7 separate regions of the Mus musculus genome follow, and all the other regions are linked to region 5. A link is a contact called in public HiChIP or PLAC-seq data. All regions are on one chromosome and are shown on one strand. Each heading gives the region's core, a stretch centred on a gene start, on an enhancer-like site or on the middle of the called end of the contact. The rest is flanking DNA. Distances are from core to core; before and after follow the strand shown. Region 1 holds the start of Ist1 (increased sodium tolerance 1 homolog (yeast)). Region 2 has its middle 25 kb from the start of Gm39242. Region 3 overlaps Gm39242 (a long non-coding RNA gene). Region 4 overlaps Pmfbp1 (polyamine modulated factor 1 binding protein 1). Region 5 holds the start of Zfhx3 (zinc finger homeobox 3). Region 6 has its middle 24 kb from the start of Gm35145. Region 7 holds the start of Dhodh (dihydroorotate dehydrogenase).

What was found. HiChIP or PLAC-seq counts read pairs in DNA pulled down with a chosen protein or histone mark.
Region 1: a contact with region 5 is called in a FOXA1 HiChIP or PLAC-seq map of pancreatic cancer cells. The contact joins the promoter of Ist1 here to the promoter of Zfhx3 in region 5. A contact is called at or near these places in 1 of 484 Hi-C or Micro-C datasets (the HL-1 cell line) and 1 of 115 datasets of contacts at active chromatin or transcription factors (pancreatic cancer cells).
Region 2: an H3K4me3 HiChIP or PLAC-seq map of embryonic forebrain shows a contact between it and region 5, with 12 times the contacts expected there. The contact joins the enhancer-like site here to the promoter of Zfhx3 in region 5. A contact is called at or near these places in 4 of 39 promoter capture datasets (cranial neural crest, frontonasal cranial neural crest, maxillary cranial neural crest and 1 more) and 11 of 115 datasets of contacts at active chromatin or transcription factors (craniofacial prominence, embryonic basal ganglia, embryonic forebrain and 7 more).
Region 3: a contact with region 5 is called in an H3K27ac HiChIP or PLAC-seq map of embryonic stem cells, with 5 times the contacts expected there. The contact joins the enhancer-like site here to the promoter of Zfhx3 in region 5. A contact is called at or near these places in 6 of 39 promoter capture datasets (cranial neural crest, frontonasal cranial neural crest, hippocampal neurons and 3 more), 19 of 484 Hi-C or Micro-C datasets (cerebellum, cranial neural crest, embryonic fibroblasts and 6 more), 17 of 115 datasets of contacts at active chromatin or transcription factors (craniofacial prominence, differentiating embryonic stem cells, embryonic basal ganglia and 10 more) and 1 of 9 other capture datasets (embryonic stem cells).
Region 4: a contact with region 5 is called in an H3K4me3 HiChIP or PLAC-seq map of embryonic midbrain, with 6 times the contacts expected there. The contact joins the enhancer-like site here to the promoter of Zfhx3 in region 5. A contact is called at or near these places in 2 of 39 promoter capture datasets (hippocampal neurons and stem cell-derived epiblast-like cells) and 7 of 115 datasets of contacts at active chromatin or transcription factors (embryonic forebrain, embryonic hindbrain, embryonic limb bud and 4 more).
Region 6: an H3K4me3 HiChIP or PLAC-seq map of embryonic forebrain shows a contact between it and region 5, with 5 times the contacts expected there. The contact joins the enhancer-like site here to the promoter of Zfhx3 in region 5. A contact is called at or near these places in 3 of 484 Hi-C or Micro-C datasets (embryonic cerebral cortex, embryonic fibroblasts and uterus), 9 of 115 datasets of contacts at active chromatin or transcription factors (craniofacial prominence, embryonic basal ganglia, embryonic forebrain and 6 more) and 1 of 9 other capture datasets (embryonic stem cells).
Region 7: an H3K4me3 HiChIP or PLAC-seq map of embryonic hindbrain shows a contact between it and region 5, with 3 times the contacts expected there. The contact joins the promoter of Dhodh here to the promoter of Zfhx3 in region 5. A contact is called at or near these places in 3 of 39 promoter capture datasets (the 3T3-L1 cell line, the HPC-7 cell line and pre-B cells) and 3 of 115 datasets of contacts at active chromatin or transcription factors (bone marrow-derived macrophages, embryonic hindbrain and embryonic midbrain).

What each region holds. Positions count from the first base shown.
Region 1 is chr8:109,691,860-109,694,802 of GRCm38.p6, reverse strand. Ist1 (increased sodium tolerance 1 homolog (yeast)) reads left to right here and starts at 1,509. Exons shown (of 10, transcript NM_028018.2): 1 at 1,509-1,619.
Region 2 is chr8:107,858,372-107,861,102 of GRCm38.p6, reverse strand. No RefSeq gene overlaps it. Among named protein-coding and RNA genes, the nearest start is that of Gm39242, 25 kb to the right of the region's middle. Within about 2 kb of position 1,287, at least 17 of the 459 cell types and tissues checked have an H3K27ac peak or open chromatin away from gene starts, as enhancers often do.
Region 3 is chr8:107,823,030-107,826,170 of GRCm38.p6, reverse strand. The region is part of intron 2 of Gm39242 (a long non-coding RNA gene); the gene reads left to right. Gm42040 (a long non-coding RNA gene) reads right to left here. Exons shown (of 3, transcript XR_879157.1): 3 at 2,881-3,141. Among named protein-coding and RNA genes, the nearest start is that of Gm39242, 9.7 kb to the left of the region's middle. Within about 2 kb of position 1,405, at least 43 of the 459 cell types and tissues checked have an H3K27ac peak or open chromatin away from gene starts, as enhancers often do. A contact at or near this core is called in differentiating embryonic stem cells, embryonic stem cells and stem cell-derived epiblast-like cells, where this site is marked.
Region 4 is chr8:109,535,394-109,538,344 of GRCm38.p6, reverse strand. Pmfbp1 (polyamine modulated factor 1 binding protein 1) reads right to left here. Exons shown (of 21, transcript NM_019938.3): 15 at 2,369-2,533; 16 at 1,626-1,793; 17 at 1,141-1,308; 18 at 301-404. Among named protein-coding and RNA genes, the nearest start is that of Dhx38, 29 kb to the left of the region's middle. Within about 2 kb of position 1,449, at least 24 of the 459 cell types and tissues checked have an H3K27ac peak or open chromatin away from gene starts, as enhancers often do.
Region 5 is chr8:108,713,253-108,716,336 of GRCm38.p6, reverse strand. It overlaps Zfhx3 (zinc finger homeobox 3), which reads right to left and starts at 1,693. Exons shown (of 10, transcript NM_007496.2): 1 at 1,007-1,693.
Region 6 is chr8:109,435,640-109,438,722 of GRCm38.p6, reverse strand. It overlaps a transcript of Pmfbp1 not described here. Among named protein-coding and RNA genes, the nearest start is that of Gm35145, 24 kb to the left of the region's middle. Within about 2 kb of position 1,517, at least 33 of the 459 cell types and tissues checked have an H3K27ac peak or open chromatin away from gene starts, as enhancers often do. A contact at or near this core is called in embryonic cerebral cortex and embryonic forebrain, where this site is marked.
Region 7 is chr8:109,607,269-109,610,018 of GRCm38.p6, reverse strand. It overlaps Dhodh (dihydroorotate dehydrogenase), which reads left to right and starts at 1,346. Exons shown (of 9, transcript NM_020046.3): 1 at 1,346-1,667. The coding sequence starts at 1,647.

The sequences.
Region 1 (2,943 bases), core at 260-2,759, 980 kb before region 5:
TCATCACCATTAAACAAACAAACTGAAGCTTTATGGCTGCCATTTTACCTTTATACACATAGGCATTTCTTACATGAAAAGATTTTATACAAAATAACAATATCTGATATGTATGCCTTTATTATCTAATGACATTCATCTGAAAAAAAAAAAGGATTGGTTAGTTTGAAACTGTATCTAAACAATGTCCACACACATTCGCACCTTCGGTTGGGTTGTCCCTAGGCACTTTAAATATGAACAACCTGCCCCTTAAGTGCTGCGATACTTTTCTATCATCGGAGCCAAACAACAGCCATCTTCAGGAATGTAGCTGTGCCCAAAGATCATCATATTTGAAGGAGGGGCCAAGAGGGTCTTGGAACCCTCACCTGGGTATGCCTGCAATCGATACCAGCTGTTGAACGTACTTCCGCCCTAATTACGTGTAGCCTGGGGAGGGGCTAGAGTGTGGGCTGGAGAGCAGTAGGGAAGTGGGCTCCATCCATGCCAGGAAGCCTTCATTTCTACTGGATACTTTCCAGTGCAAGCTTATTTGAAGGAGAGTGATTACTCACTTGCTTGTTAAGTGACTTGTCACCTATGGTCTGTAAATGAGCCCAATAAACTAATTTGTGCTTCAGGGGAAATTTTTCTATCATTGTACTTTGTTGTTGGGACTGTGTGTGTAGAAAGTGTTAGCCACAAATGTCATGATCTCATTGCAGAACTACAATTTTTCTATGCAAATATTTTGCTGGGGGAACGATCTGAACATTTTATGGGAACCAAATATTGTGTAATTCTAAGGTCCTAGTATCCTGGAGCTTTGAACAGCGGCACATGGTTACAAGCCAGTTATTTTCAATTCATATTATCCTCCCAAAGTAACCTGCAGTCCTCGTTTTACCACTGACCCAAGACAAGCCACAGTTTTGGTCTTGATAGCTGTGGCCTCATAGCAGGGCCAAGAGCCAGAGAACAGGAAGGCTCTTTCTCGCTTTCAAGCCCAGAAAAGCCTCTGAATACAGATACAAAATAAGAGCGAGAGTGGAGGCTGTGCAGAGTACATTAGTGAAGGTGCGGGGCGGACAGTGTCGGTGGAAAGAGAGGCGGTGGAGGAAAGTCGGCTCCACAGCGCTGAATCTCGCCCAACCATCCCTCCGAGGTCGGAGTCCCAGGACCGACCGACCGACCGACCGACCGACCGGTGAGCTAAGTGGGGAAGCCAGACTCCGCTCGGATCCGCGGGCGTTTGCGAGACAGTCTGCAGCCGGTTTTTCCAGGGGCTGGAAGAATCTGGAACAAGGGTACCGGGCACAGAATCCAGGAGAAGCCTCCACCCGCCCCGCCGCGCCCGGGGCAAATTGCAAGGCGCGCCCTTAGCAAATGACTCAACCCACTGCGTGACGTTAAGTGTCACAAGTCAGGTCCCACGCCTCCGCCGTGGGAAATAGTCCCTCGCTCCGCCCCTTGTTGTGTGCGCAGCCAATCCCTGCTAGGTAGGGCGTGGCTAACACCGCCCCCTTGGATTCCTCCGCTCGAGTCCGCGGTGGGGAGGTCGAGGGAGTCGCCATTTTGGATGCCGAGCGGCTCCTCGGAAGTCGGCTTCTTCCGTTTTCACGTCCGGATCCCTCCAGGTGAGCGTGCCCTCCTTAGACCTAAGCATCTTTGTCTCCCTCTTCCATCTACGTCCCGCTTTTACGGAACCCCAGCGTTAGTCTGTAGGACCGTGAGGACAAGCCGTCCGCGCCGTGTCAGCGGGGGAAGCCCTGGCAGTCGGGGTCAGGCCTGAGGTCGGGCTCCGGCCGTGGGAGGAGGTGGGACCGCCTAGACAGGTGCTGGCGTCGCTGTTGCCCCCGGCATGAGCCGGGCACTGAGGAGACACCCCTCTGCAGTGCGGTCGGGTCGGGACCCTGAGGGAGGCCTTGTCCCCACCGCCGCGGTTGCTGCGGGGTGAGTCAGACCAGGAGAGCCCGAGGGAGCGCTCCTCTTCCGGGTCCTGGGGTCAGGCGTGGCCCTCAGGACCTTGAACTTGAGCTAGGATGCGGACCGGACCAGGGCTGCGGCCGACTGATGTCAGGGGGAGGCTACGGGGGCTTATTGTGTACAGTCTGTTGTTGTTGAATGGCTCCCGGGAGGAGACTGTCATTTCTTTTGTTGTGCCTTCTTGGTGTTTGTTCTGGTTTTGTTTGTTTTTGTTTTTGTTTTTGTTTTTTTGTTCTTACGAGAACAAAACAGTATAATCCCTCCATCAAACAATCAACCTGTGTTTCATTGTTTCAGTCAGACTTTTCCATTTCCATATGCATGTCTTTTTCCAGCTTAGTAAAATATTAGTCGGTACATTTGTTAACATCTCACACCCTTCAAGGTTTTTTGACCTTCGTGGGGGAACTTCACCGCATCCTTGTGTTTAAGTCACGCGGCTTCTTAACATTTTCACTTGATAAAAACAATGCTTTCTTCCCCTGATTACTTTCGTAGCCTTTCTCTTTTTCTTCTTGTGCCTCTGGTTTCTAACAAGACCCGAGCCTCTAGAGTCCTTAAGTAGACTCTGATCCACTTAATTTAGGCTCTAATCGGGATCAGGTCCCAATTATATGTAACCTTTTGTGGTTTAAAGTGCCAACACTTCCCAAAACGAAGTGTAGTCTATGAAAATTATTTCATGTGGAACCCTTAAATTACTGATAACGAGGTTTCCTTTTTTTTTTCTTTAAATATTTATTTTATGTGTATGGTGTTTTGCCTAGACCCTTTATCTAGGGTCCCAGGCATATCTGCATCATGAGTGTGCTTGGTGCCTGTGGAGTTCAAAGAGGGTTTCAGATCCCCTGGAACTAGAGTTATTGGGCCGTTGTGAGCCACCGTGGGGGTGTTGAGAATTGAACCCAGGTCCTCTGCAAGTAAGCACCAGGTAGGCTAGGAGCTGGATTGAATGACGAGGAGGAAGGCTCATGT
Region 2 (2,731 bases), core at 38-2,537, 850 kb after region 5:
AAATAGTATCTGTGGTAAAGAACAATCAAAATTCTCAACACTATCAATACTCAATATTCATCAATAGCAAACCCCTAAGAAGTTACTGTGGAAGGTACGCTTTGTGAATTTTACCAGATCTGTCTTTCAAGCTCAGTACCTCATCTGTCTTTGCTAATTATGTTGCTTTTCAGTCAACTCCCTCAAGGGTATGTTTTGTTGGTTTGGTGCATTTTGTTTTTCTCTTTGCAGCTGCTGTCAAATAGGCTATAAATGGCCTTTAAAACAGAGGGGTCATGTCATCATGTGGCTGGCTAATGACAGCACATGCCTGTGTGTCTCCGAGTAGTGCCACCAAAACGATGCTCAGGCTGGATTCCTAAGTAGACGACCAGACAGAGCATTCAGTCAACACCAATGATTGCCCTTAACCAAGAAAGAAGGATGACACGATGTTAGGAATTTTTCCCTAAAAATTATTTTAATGGTCAAAAAAAAAAAAAAAAAAACCCCTCCTGTGCTGTAAGAACCTAATTTGGAACATGCATCCACTTGGCAGATTTTACATCAGAAAGCTTTGAATTTAAATATGAAAAGCCAGGATTTGCTTTCTAGACAGAATGTGAGTCTGAAATGTCATGCAAATTCCTTTTTGGAAGGAGAAATGCAAACATTTTGAGAAGAGCGCTGGATATGCACAGGGCTATGGGGAAACCATGTGTAAAATACTATTTTGCCCGAGGCAATCTATCTCCCACATTTGTTGAGGAAGAAAATAATAGCCAATATTCGCTCATGACTGTTGATGGAATGAATGGTTTCTATCTGCACGGTTCCTGTCAGCTTTTCTGGGAGTTCTGAAAAATCACAGGATCCACAAACTGTGCACCAGACCAAGTCTGTCTTTAATATGGACCCTCAAGCATCCGGCGCAGAAGCAGCGTCCTATGGACATGAACACTTATTCACTAACTACCGCATTTCCAAGGCAGCCGCCCTGCATTTCTTTTCTCAGGCTCCAGGAAGGGATCCTGTCTTTTCCTCTTGTTATGCTCTGCATAATATATGCCTAGTACTCCAAATCAACAGAACTGACTCACTAGCTCCCTGGCTCACACTGCCTCACGCTGGTTCACACTGCCTCACACTGGCACACATTGCCACACACTGGCTCACACTGACTCCCTGGCTCACACTGACTCACGCTGGTTCACACTGCCTCACACTGGCACACACTGCCACACACTGGCTCACACTGACTCACACTGGCCCCCTGGCTCACACTAGTTCATATTGGCTCCCTGGCTCATACTGGCTCATACTGGCTCACACTGGCTCACACTGGCTCACACTGACTCCCTGGCTCACACTGACTCACACTGGCTCACACTGGCTCACACTGGCTTACTGGAGTTCCCTCCTCCTTCCTTAATCACATGTTTTGTCCTCTTTCAGCAGGTGTACTCTCATATCACAAAATTCCTGAACACTTGAAGCAAGCTCTCTAGAAGCCCTGTTTTACAGAATGTCCCCAGAATGGAACCAAGCATCCCCACAGCTGTGCTAGACAGCAAGTAGCCAATGGTGGCAACCAAGCTCCCAAAGTGTGACTAGTGAGACAGGATTCCTAGAGTTCTTCTGTCTTGTTTCAATTTATCTCCATCTGGTACTACACTGAGCATAGGCCTACAGTCCCAGCTACCTAGAAGACAAATTCAGAACAATCAAAAATTCAAGGCCAGGCTGAGCTACAGAGTGAGTTCAGTACTACTCTAGGCAACGTGAGAAGACACAATCTCAAAATAAAATGTAAAAGCCAGAGAAACAACTCAGCAGACAAAAATACTTGTTGCGCTAGTCTACTGATCAGTGGTCAAGCCCTGGCTCCCACGGAGGAAAAAAAAGAGTATCAACTCCCAAAAGCTCATCCTCTGATCTGCACATAACACATGCACAACCCCTGCCTGTACAAACACACATATCACAGAGAGAGAGACAGACAGACAGACAGACACATAGAGATAATTTTTAATTGAATAAAATGTAAGATGTAAAGTAAACGGTGATTGGCCTAACACATATGAGGTACTAGTTTCCAGTACTCCAAAGGAAGGAAGGAAGGAACTTAAACAGCAACATCAGACATTCCCTTAAGTTAAGAATACACAAAAATTAACATTGATAACAGAAAGAGAACCAAGCCGGGCCATTCCCAGCTTCATTACATACAAGTCTGGGCAGGTCTTTCAGCACCTGTGATTTCAGTCTCCTCAGCTGCAAAATGACAATGACATCTATTCGTATCACATTGTGCTGACTATAGGAGATAAATTTTTATGAAGTAGCCTGAACAGATGACAAGCAGTGGCCTTCTTTTTGTTTGGGTGTGTGTGTGTGTGTGTGTGTGTGTGTACGTGTACAAGAGTGTGTGGAGGCCAGAGACTGACTTAGGATGTCTTCTGGTTTTTTGTTTTTGTTTTTTTCAGATGCTCTCCTCCTTACAGTTTTTTGGGTTTTTTTTGGTTTTGGTTTTGGTTTTTTTGGTTTTTTTTTTTTTGGGGGGGGGGTTGTTTTTGTTTTTGGTTTTTGGTTTTTGGTTTTTCGAGACAGGGTTTCTCTGTGTAGCCCTGGCTGTCCTGGAACTCACTTTGTAGACCAGGCTGGCCTCGAACTCAGAAATCCACCTGCCTCTGGCTCCCGAGTGCTGGGATTAAAGGTGTGCGCCACCACGCCCGGCCTCCTTACAGTTTTG
Region 3 (3,141 bases), core at 156-2,655, 890 kb after region 5:
ATTCTGAGTTACATTGTGAATTCTAGGCCAGCCTGGGCTACATAGAGAAACTATGTCTAAGAGAGAGAGGGAGAGAGAAAGGAACAAAGAGAGAAAGAGAGAAAGGAAGGAAGGAAAAGGAAAAGGGAAAGGGAAAAGGGGGGAAAGGGGGAAAGGGGGAAAAAGGGAAAAAAAGAAAAAAGGAAAAAAGGGAAAGGGAGGGAGGGAAGCAGGGAGGGAGGGAGGGAGGAAAAGTAAACAAAAATGGCAATACATACATATGCTCTCTACCTTAGACCGAGGTTCCCCCTCAGCCCACCCCCCTGTATATTTAACTCATGTGTAGATTGCTGTGTGAACAGATCCTGCAGTGCACTGTTTCAAAAATTATGACAAGAACAGTCTATACCTGCCTATAGCAGATACAACTCTTTCCCTAATTTTTTTGTATGCTGTTGAAGCCCACGAATACAGAAGCCACAGATATGAATGGATGGCCACATACCCTAATTTAAATAATTTTTCACATGCAAGCAGAAACAGACTGGTTCTAAAATAACTGGTTCAACCCTCAAAAAAAGAGAATCATGGAGGCTAAAGGCACAACTCCATGGTAAAGAGAACTTACTGCTCTTGCAGAGAGTCTGGGTTCAGTTCCCAGCACCCAACTTGGTAGCTCACACTGCCTGTAACTGTAGCACTAGGGAACCTCTCTCTGGTCTCTAAGGACACTAGGTACAGATGTAGTATACTTACGGACAAGCAGGCAAAACGCCCACACAAATAATCTAAAGTAAAAAAAATTTTTTTAAAATATGTATACTCAGTATGGACACCTTCTAAACGTTTCTGAAAAGACAAACATTAAACTAATTGGCAGAATCTTTCATAGCAATTATGACTTGTAAAAAGGCAAAAACACGCGATTGATAATCACTCACGAGGGAAGAAGGACAGGACCTGAAATCTGAAATAACAAATCACTGACTACAACAACATGTGTCTCAGGAGCATCCCGGCCCTCGACTAATAAGATCACAGAGGAGCTGTGTTTCCTGCAACAGAAAAATTCACTTTTAGTGGGTAGGTGTGGCTCTAAAAAATTGCCACATAATTTAGAGATCTGCGGGAATCTTTGGTATTTTTGGAACCTGGTGGAGCCTTTGGGGGTAAAAAAAGAAAAACTCATCACAGCTCCTTTCAGTCTTGGAGGAAGCTGGCACTTCTGCAATGGAGTTGTTAAACAGCCTGGCCATGCCAAAATTCATCATAGCACTGCCCCAGGGAGGCTGCGAGCTGCCTGACCCAGGAGCTCAGAGCGCGCCTGGAACAAAAGGCTAGCAACAATTTCAAAAGGATCCCTAGGAAGCATCCGGGAAGATGCGGGAGTGTCGAGGTGGACTGCGACAAACAGTGGGAGCTGGGAAGTGCTTGCTCGCTGGCTGAGGAAGGCAGAGCGCGCTGTGGAGCTTAGGAAGGGGGTGACTGGGCCGAGCAGGTTCGCTGGCAGAAGCCGCACACGGGATTGCTAGGCAATGGTCAATTTCCACACCATCATCCCAGAGTTAACTACAGAGCAGTGAAGATGGAGTATTGTGAAGAATGCGTCTCACACAGAGAAATGACAAAGAGAGAAAGGGAACAGGGGGGCAAGAGAAAGGGGGGGGGGACCAAAAGGAGGAAGCAAAAAAAGAGAAGGAGAAAGGGAAGAAAAAGGGGGGAGGAGGGGCAAAAAGGATGAGGGAGGGGAGAGAACGGAGAGGCAAGAAGAGAAGGGGAAGCGGAGAAAAAAGGGGGAGGGAGAGGGCAAAGGGAAGGAAGAGGTGAGGGACTGGGAGAATGAAGTCAGGAAGGAGGCAAAGAAAAGAGGGAGGAGATTAAAAGATGTGCATCAGGAGCCAGCGAGGGCACCGGAAGAAAGGAAAGGAAGTTAAAGGTCAAAGGGCAAGAGAAGAATTTGAAGAAAAGGTTTAGCAAAACAAATTTCCAGAAAGGCTGGCCATTTGTGTCAAAAAAGAGTGGTACCAGTGATTGCGAGCATCCAAATTTCTAGCGGTTCATTATTTTATTAATGCCATTCGGGCTTAACACTACTACCCCAGGACTGTAAATAGCAATGATAAGGACATCCAGGTTGGCGTCAATGAAGCTGAAGGATTTTATGTAAAACACAGCCTACAAGCAGAGAGATGACAGCTTACAAACCTTTACATCACATTAAGGAAAAGCCTCGCAAGGATCCACAAACAGCAGTCTTAATATGCAACAGCATTCCCTGCCCTGATGTCCCTATAGAATGATTTGTAATTCCTCTACATGTAAAATAACAAGTCTCCACACCCAAGGAGCGTAGTAAGAAAGTTAATGTATATTTAAAGAGCATGTTACGTTATCTTTAGCCCTATCCCCCACTTGTTTTCCAAAGTGAATAAGTTTATTTAAAAGAAAGAAGAAAGAAAGAAAGAAAGAAAGAAAGAAAGAAAGAAAGAAAGAAAGAAAGAAAAGAAAAGAAAGAAAGAAAGAAGGAAAGAAAGAAAGAAAGGAAGAAAGGAGACAGACATGATTGCTCCACTTGGTTTGGATTAAGAAGAAAGATTTTTTCGGGTTTTGGTTTTGTTTTGTTTTTTTGTTTTTTTGTTTTTTGTTTTTTTTTTGTTTTTTGTTTTTTGTTTTTTGTTTTTGTTTTTTTTTTTGTAGCTATGAGGGAGAGCACTGACAAGAAACGTCAGGAAAAGTCCAGACTAAACTGGGCCCTAGAAACAGAAAGAGAGAGAGAGAGACTGAGGGGAAGGGGGAGAGAAGAGAGAATCCAAGGGCCAAGAGAACAAAAAGCCAAGAACCCCAAAAGGATCAGTAGCCAAAATGGCTATGGTTTTACAAGAGTCAGATTCTGGAGACCGGGAAGCCCAGACCAGGCCTGGGCTAAAAACTTTAGGGTAGGAGGCAGAGTATGTCAGCTGGGAAGGGCGGGGAGGGGGAGGGAGGATGCTGTGCCAGGTAAGGACTGAGGGAGACTGGCAGCCAGAGTCTGCCAAAACTGAAGCTCAATTTTGACTCACAGACTGTGTATTTAGAAACCAACAGTGCTAGTGTAAAAACAGGGTGGTTGCTTTTGATCATCTTCAAATTAGTCACGATAATTACTGTCCCGTCATTGAAGTT
Region 4 (2,951 bases), core at 200-2,699, 820 kb before region 5:
ATGGAAACGGGCTCTGTGCTTCTGATGCTACTCTGTTGCTATGCTACAGGCTTTGCAAGGTTGGATCCCAACTTAGGAAGAAGAAGCTTGGACCTCCTGGAAACGGGCCTTCCCGTCGGATGCTACTCTGTTGCTATATAGCAGGGTTTGCAAGATGGCCTGAAAGGGCCAGACCCCTCTTGTCTGATTCTCAGTTCTTGTGAGTGAGTTCTCCGGCAAGCATGTGTGACTGACTTGTCACTGTGGTTCTCAGTTCTTCCTGGCCGTGGGACCTACCCTACCTCTGTCTCAAATACTCACTTCTGCTCCTTTGCCCATTGTTCCACGTTGTTCATAATCTGGTCATTCTCCCGGTGGTGCCTGCAGGTTTCTTTGGGGGTTAGCTTTGCAGGCGGGGAGTACGGCTTTACACACAGGAAGGAAAAACAAGACGATAAGGGATGAGAACACCGACTGCTACCTCCCCCTCCCCCAAATACTGGATTCTTCTTTCTGAGAAAAGAAAAAAAAAATCAGCTCTGCTGCCCAACCTGAGGCTAGAGCTGCCACATGAGGAACCTGCGTAACTCACAGTGGTGACACCTCGGAGGAGGCACGGTTCGTGGCTGATATGTACACTGATAGTAATGATTCTCAGGCTAATGGCAGTGGAGTGACTTGTTCTAAAACAGCAGTGTTTTAGAACAAGTATAAACACAGCCAACGGAAGAAGACAACCAGGAAGAAGAGGTGCTTCTTTTTCATTTGAGCAAGGGCCCTGTGGTCTGCCGTGGATGTCCCTGCTCTGGTTGCTGGATGTGTGGCTTGTCTAGAAAGCTTCTTATCTGCTTGGATGGCAAAAACTAGCAGGACATGCTCAGAGGGCAGCAAACCAGGGTAGGGGTGGGAGGGGGGCATCTTTGTGAGTGGAAACTGATGTCCCAGTCTTTTGCTGGGACCAGGCTTCTCTTGGTTAGAAATGACCCAGAACTATCCAGACTCGGCTCCCTGCTGAATAATGCATGTGTGTGTGTGTGTGTGTGTGTGTGTGTGTGTGTGTATGTGTGTGTGTGTGTGTGTAAGTGTGTGTTCCTTCCATCCCCCCAAATTGCCCAGTCAGGAGGGGTGGAGAGGAAGTGACAGAATCCAAACTGTGCCCACCTCCTTCTCATCTGCAAGGAGGCTCTCTCTTAGGGTCGCCATTTCCTCCTGGAATTCTCGGAGCTGCGACTCCTTAGCTGCCAACATCTTAAGGTCACTCTGGTGCTGCCTCTGCCACTGCAACACCTGGTTGCTCATCTCCTCCAGCTTCTTGTCAAAGTTGTGCACCTACTCAGGAGTGCAAAGTGAGGGGATTGGGGAGGGGTAGTAGGGAAGACGGGACCAGGCAAGGAGGAGTAGACTGGCTTGGGGGGAGTACAGGGGTGTGTGCCTTTAATTTCCAGTGACCAGCAGAGGGCGCCCCTGCTCTGATCTTCCTTCCTTGCCTGCCTGTCAGTCCACAAGCAGAGAAGGTGGAGTGAACCCAGCAGCCAAAGGGTACTGGCTGAGTGCTAAATAATTCTGCCTGCAAAAGGTGACCTTGTGGACCTCTAATAGGAAGGGAGCCCGAGTGAGCGTCCCCTCCCCCACCCCCAAACTCTCACCTCTTGCTCGCTCTGCTGTTGGAAGCCCTGCAGTTTTTTTAACTCCATATTGAGCTTTTTCATCCTTTCCTCATAAGCCGCGATTTCATCTTCCAGTTGAGCTTTCCTCTCCTGGGTCTGTTGCAAGGAGCGATTCAGGCTCTTTGTCTCTGAGGTTGCCTGAGTGAGCTTTCAGCAGAAAACACAGAGTGGATTAGAGTGGCCTCCAGGGCCCTTGGTCTTCTCGGCTGAGTCTTTAGTACAGAAGGTCCCAGGCCCTCTCTGTGGTGGTGCCCATGGTCAGGCTGCAGGTGGTCCAGAGGGAAGGGGAGGGAGAGCAGGTGGCTTTCACCTCTCTTCCCAGTCTTTCATCCTTCCTCATTCCATTTCCAGTTTTTTGTTTTTTGTTTTTTTTTTTCCCCACCGATCTGTAGACATGACCACCAGAGACGGGGCATGGATTCCCCTGATAATCCAGACTTTGGGAAAAACCCTGTCTGTGAATCACCAGTGAGCGGGAAGACTGGTTCGATATTATCATCTCTGCCACCCTACAACGAAGCCGAGGACACCAACATATAAAACTAAGAGAACGCAGGCCTTCGTTGGACAGACCGCCCTGTCCGGGCAAGGGTTAAAAAGCACTGAAGAGTGTCAGTCATACAAGAAATTGACTCCTGTCCACTCGTAGCCCCCCCCCCCCGAGTTTCTTTGACTACTTCTTTGGCAGAGAGTGGGCGTGGCCTCACCTTGCGTGGCCTCACCTTCTCCAGGGCCTGTGTCAGGTCGTCCTGGCAGTTGCCCGACTTCCGCACAAGTTCCTCATAAGCTTCTTTACTAACCATGTTCTGGAAACAGTTCTTCTCTTTCTGGATAGCCGAATCCAGCTGTGTCTGCAGAATCATGATGGAATCCTTCTGGCGGGCTATCTTTAGGGAACAAGAACATCACTATCAAGGCTGTTCCTGGCATGCACAGATGCGCGACTGTAGGAGGCAGACAGGAATTGGGCGCTCTGTCATAGCTGCTGATGTGCACGCGCACATCTCCGCCTCCCTGATAGGAAGAGCAGAGCCCCTTCTGAGCTGCTTGGTATCTCTCCAGCTTCGTTTCTCTTTATGGCTACCATATCGCCAATATAAAAAAAAAAGCTCCGGAACCTGCTAAGTAGATAAGATATGTTTCATAGATGCAAAGATGTCTGTCTGGGCTGGGGAGATTGCGCTGGGGAGATAGCTCGGTCCATACAGTGCTTTCAAGGACTTGCGTTAGACTCATAGAACCTGTTTTAAAAAGATGGATCTTGGGGCTGGAGAGATGGCCCAGTGAGGACCCAAGTTCAATTCC
Region 5 (3,084 bases), core at 444-2,943:
TCCAAGAGAGTCTTCAGAGGCTGATAAATGAGAAAATGCAAGGGGTGGAGGGTGGGGGGTGGGGTGCCCTCCTGGACTCACCTGCTCTCCGGTCACCTTTAAACCAGTTTAGCACACTGGGTACCACCACTAAGGCTGGCTGCTGAAACTCCCTTTGAGTGTGCCATGTGGGCTGTGGGCTCTCCCCTGAGGGTAAGATTTCCCATCACCATCATCATTACATAGGTACGCACAGGACAGAAAAGGCTGTTATCCAGAAAGCTTGTTTCTCTCTAAGCCTACAAAATGACTTTGAGTTGGATTTTGTTTTGGTTTTGTTTTTGGTTTTTTTGTTGTTATTTTTCTTGTTGCTACCCTAACTTGGATATCTCTCCTCTTTAAATGGAGTTTAAAAAAAAAATCTTACCTTTCCTTCGTACTTCCCGCCCCCCAAAATAAATGCTGTACCGGTTCTGGCAGAAGAACAAACCGAAATTAGAGAGCAGCCAGGCCAAGATGATCTCCATAGGTCCCGCCAGCTCTGCCCTGATTCTCTCTTTAATTACTCCCCAAACAGGCACATTCTTCACATTGCTGCAAACTGACCAGCGACTTCTAACACACTCTCACTCTCTCTCTCTCTTTCCTTCATAACCGCCCCCCCCCCCGGCAGCTGAAGGTGTGTTTTAGACCAAAGAATCCAAAGTTCTCAATGGCACCAGTACCCCCAAGTATTAACAAGGTAGGAACTAACCCAAAAGCAGGAGGAGGAGGAGGAGGAGGAGGTCGGGAAGGAAAAGCAAGAGGAGATAGGAGGAAGAACGTACTCTGGTGCCCAGCAGACTCTAAGCCACTCTCTCCCCAGGTAGGTTCCTCCTGGAGTCTAGGAGTTCAAGTGCATCCAAGCCTGCCCTTCCCCCACACGCCCCAAGAGAATGGGAAGTTCAGCCAAGACTCACTCGCAGCACCTGCCTCCAGCGCTAGGCCGGCTGCGAGCGGCGCGGCGGGGGAGGGAGGCTGCACTCACCTGGCACACAAAGCCTCCGTACACCTCAGGAGGAAGGAGGCACTCGGAGGTCCGGGGGCCACCACGCCGGGCAGCGCGACAACGGGAGATTCCAGTGGCAGCGGAGCCCCGAACTTACCCACCCCAGGCGGCATTCTCCCCACCTCCCGCTGCCCCCCGGGCTCGGCGGTGGCGCAGGCTAGGAGCGAGGGGCCTGGCGGCAGGGGCGGGGCGCGCATGGTGGCGGCCCGGGGCTGGCGATCTGCGGGCTGCCCCGGGGAGGGAGGTCCCCCAGGCGCGGCGGGGATTCACCCACGGGGCGCGGCGCTGCGTCCCGGTCCCCGTCCCGGCCTGCCCGCCTCTCTCCTCCTCCTGCGCCGCCCGCTCGCCCGCCCGCCCGCCCGGAATCGCTTTATGTAAATGAAGCTCAACTCGCAGTTTGCAGCGCGCACCGCCCGAGGAAGGGGGGCGGGCGGGGCGGGGGGCCTTCGGGGATCCACATTACACAGCAACAAAGCGGAAGGTTAATTTGAAACTCACAGCCCCGCAGCCTCTCGGCTCCCCGGGCAAAGCCTGACATCTACAGTCGCGCTGGGCGCAGGCCGGGCTGCTCGCGGTGGCCGCGCCCGCGCGCCTGCGGGGACCTGGGGACATAGACGCACAAACACACAGGAGCAGGGCCGGAGCTGCCGGGCCCGGGCTCCCAGCACCAGCCTTGGAGGCGGCCTGGGCCGCACTCGCCTGGGGACAGGAGCCTTGGCTGCCCTGGCCTGCACCAACCCAGGAACCGGCCCGGCAGGAACAAAGCCGCGTCCCCGCGAGGCACTGACCGCACCGCTCATCAAAAGTCAAAGGCCGGCCTGGAAGAAACGGACGCGCCTTCGGCCACCCCCAGTCTCTCCCCCAAAAGAGAAGAACAAGCAGTCGGGGCCTCCGAACCCTGATCCATCAGTCTCTGGGCCCTGTCCACGTCAGAGCCAGGCCACTCTAACATGGGGACTTTAGCCAATGTGGACAGGAATTTATTTGAAACACACACCCATCCTATTAACTGCTTCACAGAGCACTTCTGTTTTTCAGCTGCAGAAACTTACGAAAACATCCCCTACTCACTCACTCTCCATTGAGAGTTTAAGGACAGTTTCTAAGGAGAGGGGGAGAAGAGGAGAGCAAGAAACGACTAGAAAAGGCCAAGCAGCCTGGAACCACCCGCTGTCAGGATCAGGAGACTGCCCTTAGGAGCCACAGAGCATTTCAGACAGGGCAAGAAAGGTGGCCCGGCTCAAGACGATTCTACCACCAGGATCAAACCCAACGGGGCTACCTCGGCTGGTCACAGCGACAGCTGGGCACTTCTAGGTCTCCCAAGGTTCACCTTTGGCGTTCTGTTATGCAAAGGCAGGCCCCCTTGAAATCTCACCGGAAGGCTCCAGTCCTCTCAGACAGAATTCCACCCTCCTCCTAAATCTAGTCTTCATTCCCAGCATAGAAAGACACCTGCTTTTTCTCTTTCTGAAAACCAGCCACCCAGGCTGCCCCCGGCAGCCGCGAGTCTTTTCCTACTGCACAATAATGAACCATGCAAGTGTTAGAAATATAATAAGCTCACCCGGCGAAGAGCAGAATGTATGGAATCGTATTTGCATTAAACACACACTAACAGGGAGGAAAGGGGGAGGCTTGCTTGGTGAAAACTACAGGGCCCCAATGTAGGAAGCATTTTGGTACAATAGAATTCGGTTTCAAATCGATGTAAATACCTAACCTGTTGGGCGCAGTCTGTTACCCTGTCTATATTTTAGCACAAGAAAAAAAAAAAAGATTGCAATCGCCGTCTCCCTTCCCCCACCCCAAGCTAGGACCTTGGGAGAAAAGAGCTGCCTCTGGGGAATCATGTCTGATTAGGGACAAAGGAGGGCAGAGGCCAAATTTAGTCAAACTTGGGGAAGGGGGAGAGCAGGTCTGGGGGGGTTGGGGGAGGATGGGTTTTTGAGCCAGAGTATGGCCTCCATAGACCTGCTTCAGGCTGCCTGACCTCGGGCTCAAGAACAGGTGGTGTTTTCAAAACACACTGTTATTTATGTTAGCCACACGAGTCA
Region 6 (3,083 bases), core at 268-2,767, 720 kb before region 5:
AGTAACAAACTTCCACCAACAAGGCCACGCCTCCTAAGAGTACCACTTCCTATGGGCCAAGCATATTCAATCTACCATTGGGACTGGCTCACTGACTGAATGAGCATGTATCCGCTGCCTCACAGGAGACTTCCATGTCCGAAGCTCATGGTTGCTGCTTGAATGGGGATCTTCATCCAGATGGGGATAGTGACACTGAGCCCCAGAGGCCACTGGGAAGATTCAGACAGCTCAGCTACTGTGGACGGAGGTTTGAGACTGGTGTTCCACACAAGGGGAGGGACAGAGTACAGATGAACAATGTACAGAGTACTGAGTTATGAACAATGAGGTGACAGGGGCAGAAAGCATCTACGGAGGAGGGCAGGAAACACGTGCTGCGCGGACAGGTCACGTGGATCCAGGTTTCCGTTGATATATAGCCTCTTTCATTAAAGCCCAAGGAAGGGCACACTGACATCACTCCAAAGAGTTGAACTAGTGAAGAAAATAAAAAAGTGACTCTAAACCTGGCCGTTTAGTTTTAATATTGTAATACGTAGACCACTGCATGATGGGAGAAATGCACCCTCATATTTTGCTATTGGAAATAACCTGGCCCGGCCCTTTAGATTAGGAAATAATTCGGAAATATGTATCAGAAGGCTTAAAAGGGATTGTATTCTTTAAAGCAATACCAATTTCTTAGACTGCTTTACCAAAAAAATAAAAATAAAAACAAAAACAAAAACCCTTGCTTTAAAAAAAAAAAGCGCCGTACAGAGATTCATCACAGGATATATGTGAGTCTTAGCTTAGATGCTTAGCACGGTGGAATGGTTTCGTAACTTTTGATATACCTACCGAGGAGAATATTAAGCAGCCGTGAAAATGATATTTAAAATGGATTTGCTGTTTGTTTTAAGAAAGAATTGATATTCAATACCGTCACAAATATATAAAACGAACTAGAATGCCCACAAACAGGAAAACACAGAGAAAGAAGCAGCACAATTTAAATAGGGCCTATCTATACTTTTTAGACTGCCTTTGGCCAGTATTATTAACCCATTATTTTGAAAATTTTCTATAGAAATCTTTAATGACTATTAATCAGCAAACAGTCTCTAACAAAGACGGACTGAAGCCTGGTGCCGGCTTATTGTAGCTTTGAAAAGGGATCAGGGAGGGCTGGACAATGGCATGCTTGTCACAGTAAGGTAGCCTGGCCGGGATGAGATGCTCTGAGGCCTGCAGAGACCTCTGGGGACACAAGGCTCTGAACACATACATCCCGTGAGCTGTTTTCCCACGCCCCTCCCTTACATCCCCTGCTCGCAGAAAGGACGGGGTACCAGGTACAAGTACCCTCTCAGTGTTTCACTCAGAGCTGCTGCTTCCAGAACTCTCCATTTCCCAGAAACCCTGCCTTGTCCCTCCTTTGCTAGCTTTAGTTTCTCAGATTCCAGAGCCCGGAGACAGCAAGAGTGGGGGGAGGGGAGCAGGGAACACGTGATTGCCGCCGAGACACGCCCTAAGCCCATAATGTCTGAAAGGTTAAGCAAAGACAGAGATGTGAAGAGGGAAGACTCTCCATTCAACAATAATCGCTCCCCTCATCCCTTCCTAAAATGGGAAGAAAGGGTTGCGAGGTGACATTAGGCACTTTAAAATATGCAAAATTAGGAGCTGTGCAGACCTCATTAACACCCGCCTCCAACATCATTAAGATGTTTCCAAGAAAATTAATTGAGAGACTCATTAAAAATAAATTAAGAAAAATGTGTTGCAGAGCGCCCGTATTCAGCTCATAAATCACAGCTCAGAGCTCCGGCCCGCTGCTCCAGCAATTAACTCCAACCGATTTGTTTTATCCTGAGTGTGAAAATTAGAAAGCAGACGTGGAGATTAGATTAGGGACGTCTGTCAAGCGGAACTTGGAGTGAATATTTTAGATTACAAAATGGAAACCAGGAAAACAAAGAAAGCAGAGATTTCATACCGAGGAGTTTGTCCGTGAAAAGGGACTGGCGGATGAAGGGGGTTGGAGGGAGGGCGTGGGGGGGGGGGAGGGAGAAGCTGTGAGAGAAAAGAACAGATGTTTATATTATAAGTCTAAATAGATACTCGTGGCAGGAGAGACATAAAATAGAGGGTCCTTGATGTCACTTACATACGTATGCCATACTTTCATGTTGAGACATTCATTCTTATCACTCCAAACAGTTCCGGGTCTGAGTATGGGATCCATCTTCCTCCGTATGAAAAGAAATACACTAACTTCTCTTTGTGTTTCTTATTCCATAGTCAATAGCCAACAGTTACCTGGGGTTTCTAGTTTTGTTTCTGTTGCTGCAACAAACGGCCGGGTCAAAAGCAACTTGGAGGAGGCAAAGGGCATATTCAGTTTACACGCCCAGTTCACAATCCACCATTGAGGGAAGTCAGGGTGCAAACCATGAAGGAATTTGGATTATTGGCCCTCAGGCTCAGTTAGCTTCCTTATATAGCCCAGGACCACTGCATAGGGGATGGTACCGCCCACAGTGGGCTGGGCCCTCCCACATCAATTAGCAATTAAGGAGACACTGCACAGACTTGGCCACTTCTGTAACTGAGCTTCCTTCTTCCCAGATAATGCCAGGTTGTGATGAGCTGACAGTAAGAGCTATTCAGGAGATGGAGTAGTTAGCAGGCCTCTTGCTGGTTTCACACATGTATGCCATTCTAGTTAAAGTTCACAACTCCAAAACAGAGAGTCAATTTATAAGTTATGGAACCAGGGCTGGAGCGATGGCCCAGTGGTTAAGAGCACTGACTGCTTTTCCAGAGGTCCTGAGTTCAATTCCCAGCAACCACATGGTGGCTCACAACCGTCTGTAATGGGATCTGATGCACTCCTCTGGTGTGCTTGGAGATAGCAACAATGCTCTAATATACATAAAACAAGAAAATAAATCTTAAAAAAAAAGTTACAGAAACTGATGCCCAAGGTAAAGTGTGAGCTTGGGGGATTATGTTGGGTTTGCAAACCTTGTGCTTTACTCTGAATCTGGTGAAGCCATCTGTGGCAGGTTTTTGTTTTTGTGTTTTTTCCAGTCAGC
Region 7 (2,750 bases), core at 97-2,596, 890 kb before region 5:
CCCTGATCTTTATACATGTACCATGCCCCCGCCCCCACCCCCCCCCAGAGTTATTTACTGGCCTACACATGTCTGCCATAGCAGGCTGCTGTCTGAACTCTCTCACACACAGAACAACAAATTTAAAACAAACAAACAAACATTCAATCACTAACCCAAACTCCTAGATACGTCACTTCTAGGTATAGTCCCTAAATAATCCAAGCTGGCATATGACCGAGGTACCTGTATATCTATGTTTTTTGGAGCAATATTCACAACAGCCAGTTTATGGAAGCAGTAACAGACAAACAGATCAAGATAATGATATATATGATACATATATGGTATGGAACAACATTCAACCATTAGAAAGAATAAAATGAGGTAATTTACAGGAAAATGTATGGGACTGGAGATCATGTTACATGAAGCAAGCCAATCTCAGACTGCTAAATATGCTTTTTTTCTTGTATGCAGGATACAGACCTTAAAAGGACTTATTTTTAGAATTTATGTGTACACACACACACATCTACCTGTTGGTATGGGAAAACCAGTACAGTGCCCCAGAAGAAATGTGGTCCTGGAGTTACAGGCAGTTGTGAGCTACCTGATGTGGGTGCTGGAAACGGAACTTGGGTCCTCGCCAAGAACATCAAGTGCTAACAGCTGAGCTATCTCTCCAGCCTCCTGTAACCTGACCCAAATTATGACCTAAAGTGGGGAAGTATTATTCCAGAAAAGGAAGGGGACCAGTGGGAAGGGGGACAATAGGATACAAACATAAGGTTAAGGGCCAGAGTACGTGGGTCCAATCATCTGTAACTACCGTTCCAGAGGATTCAATGCCCTCCTCTGGCCTCTGTAAACGCTTGGCACAGAGGCACTTGAGTGCTGAGGCAGGATTGGTTTTTAGAAAAACCTGGCCTACACCATAAGATTATCTTAAAAATAAAACCATATTTACTTATCAACACCTCAGAGTTTACTTTTAAAACCAGTGGGTAAATTTTTGTGTGTTTGCATGAGTGTACTTTTTTTTTCCTTCTCCCTGTAGAGACAGGGTTTCTCCATGTTGTAGCCTAGGCTCTCCTGGAACTCATTCTGTAGACCAGGCTGGCCTCAAACTCACAGAGATATGCTTGCCTTTGCCTGCCAAGCGCTGGGATTAAAGGCCGGCGCCACCACTGCCCTGATAAAACAGAATTCTTAGGATTTCTGTTTCAGAAAGGGGGCTATGAAAGCCATACCGCAGCACCGGCATAAAGACAACCGTGCGGAACCTTCGGGCTGCATCGCCCTTTGTTTCCTTCCCAGGGACAGGGAAGCATTAGGGTAGTGCGCACTACCGGGCGCTGGGGTTGGTCTGCAGATTTCGGAAGCGTCTGCTCCCCACTCGAGACTTCCGGAAGCCTCCTCCTCACGGTTGCACCGAAGGAAGGGTGCGCGACTTCAGAGCAGCGTCCCTTAGGAGGCGCGACAGCGACAAGACAGAAAGTAGGCACGTCCCGCCACGGAGCCTGACTCCGGGCAGAGCGCACGCGTTCGGCTGTCCAATCAACGTCTAGGGGCGGGCCGGCTGGTGGGGCTTGGGAGATAGGTGGAGCCGAGCCCACATTCTCCAATGGGATGCAGGCAGAGGCGGGCTTAATGGCAGAAGGAGCATGGCGTGGAGACAGCTGAGAGTGAGTCCTGCGCGGGGAAGCTCATTCGTGGTGTGGATAACCGGCAGGGAGGGGGATGAGGCTGGGAAACTGAAAGGCTGGGACCCTTGAAGTGTGACCTGCACGTGCACAGCTAAGGGCATGCAAAAAGCAAGCGTATGTGGGCAGAGGCTAGGCTGAACCTGAGAGATACGCGGGCATTTTTTTTTTTTTTAAATTGATCCAAGTATCGGGCCTTTGTGAGGACACGATCGCCTACGCTCCAAGGAGGGATGAAATAAGACATAAGGCCACCCTTTTGGATCAAGTGTGGTCAGAATGGAAGTTCCATGTGAAGAGTTCTTAGTTGTGACCCTGGTCTGGAAAAAGGGCACAGATACTGGTGCTTGACTTGAGGAATTTCTGCAAACTCCCCGAGGAGGGAGAATGAATACTTGGTTTGTGTTGCAGGCAAATCTGATCATATCTGCTACTTCCTTGTTTAGTGGACAAATCCCATTAAAAAAAAAAAAAAAAGTGTAGGCGCGCGCGCACGTGCGTGTGTGCACACGTGAGTGCAGATACCCTCTGAGACCAGAGGGTTTTGGATCCTCTAGAGCTCCAGTTGTGAGCCGCCTGACATGGGAGCTGGAACCGAACTCAGTTCCTCTGGCAGAGCAGCACGTGCACTTAAACCAAATCTGTTAGCCAAATGTTGGCTGACGCCTCTCTTCTTTTCTCCTGTTTCATTTAAAGCAGTGTTTTCCTTTTAGTTCCAAGCAGCCGTCTATCCCTCCCCCATGCCTTGGCCCCTCTCATTGGCCTCATCCACCTAGAGATCTCTTCTCCAGCTGCTATCTCCTCTTTAGCTTGTGTCTAACCTTTGAAAGTCAGCTTTTACTCGCTTCCTCAAGATCCTTCCATGATTTATCCCTTCATGTCACTTGTCATGGCTCTATGTTTATGTGGCCATTAGTTTGTCTCTTGGGTTACACTCTCCTGAAGAACAGGTTTGCTTGCCTTTGGTGAAGGATCGAATGAGTGCATTAGCCACATAGCATCTGGCAGTGATAGTTATCGAAAAGCATAGGGAAGCACTTTTGACTGGGTTGTGGTTCTCTGCCC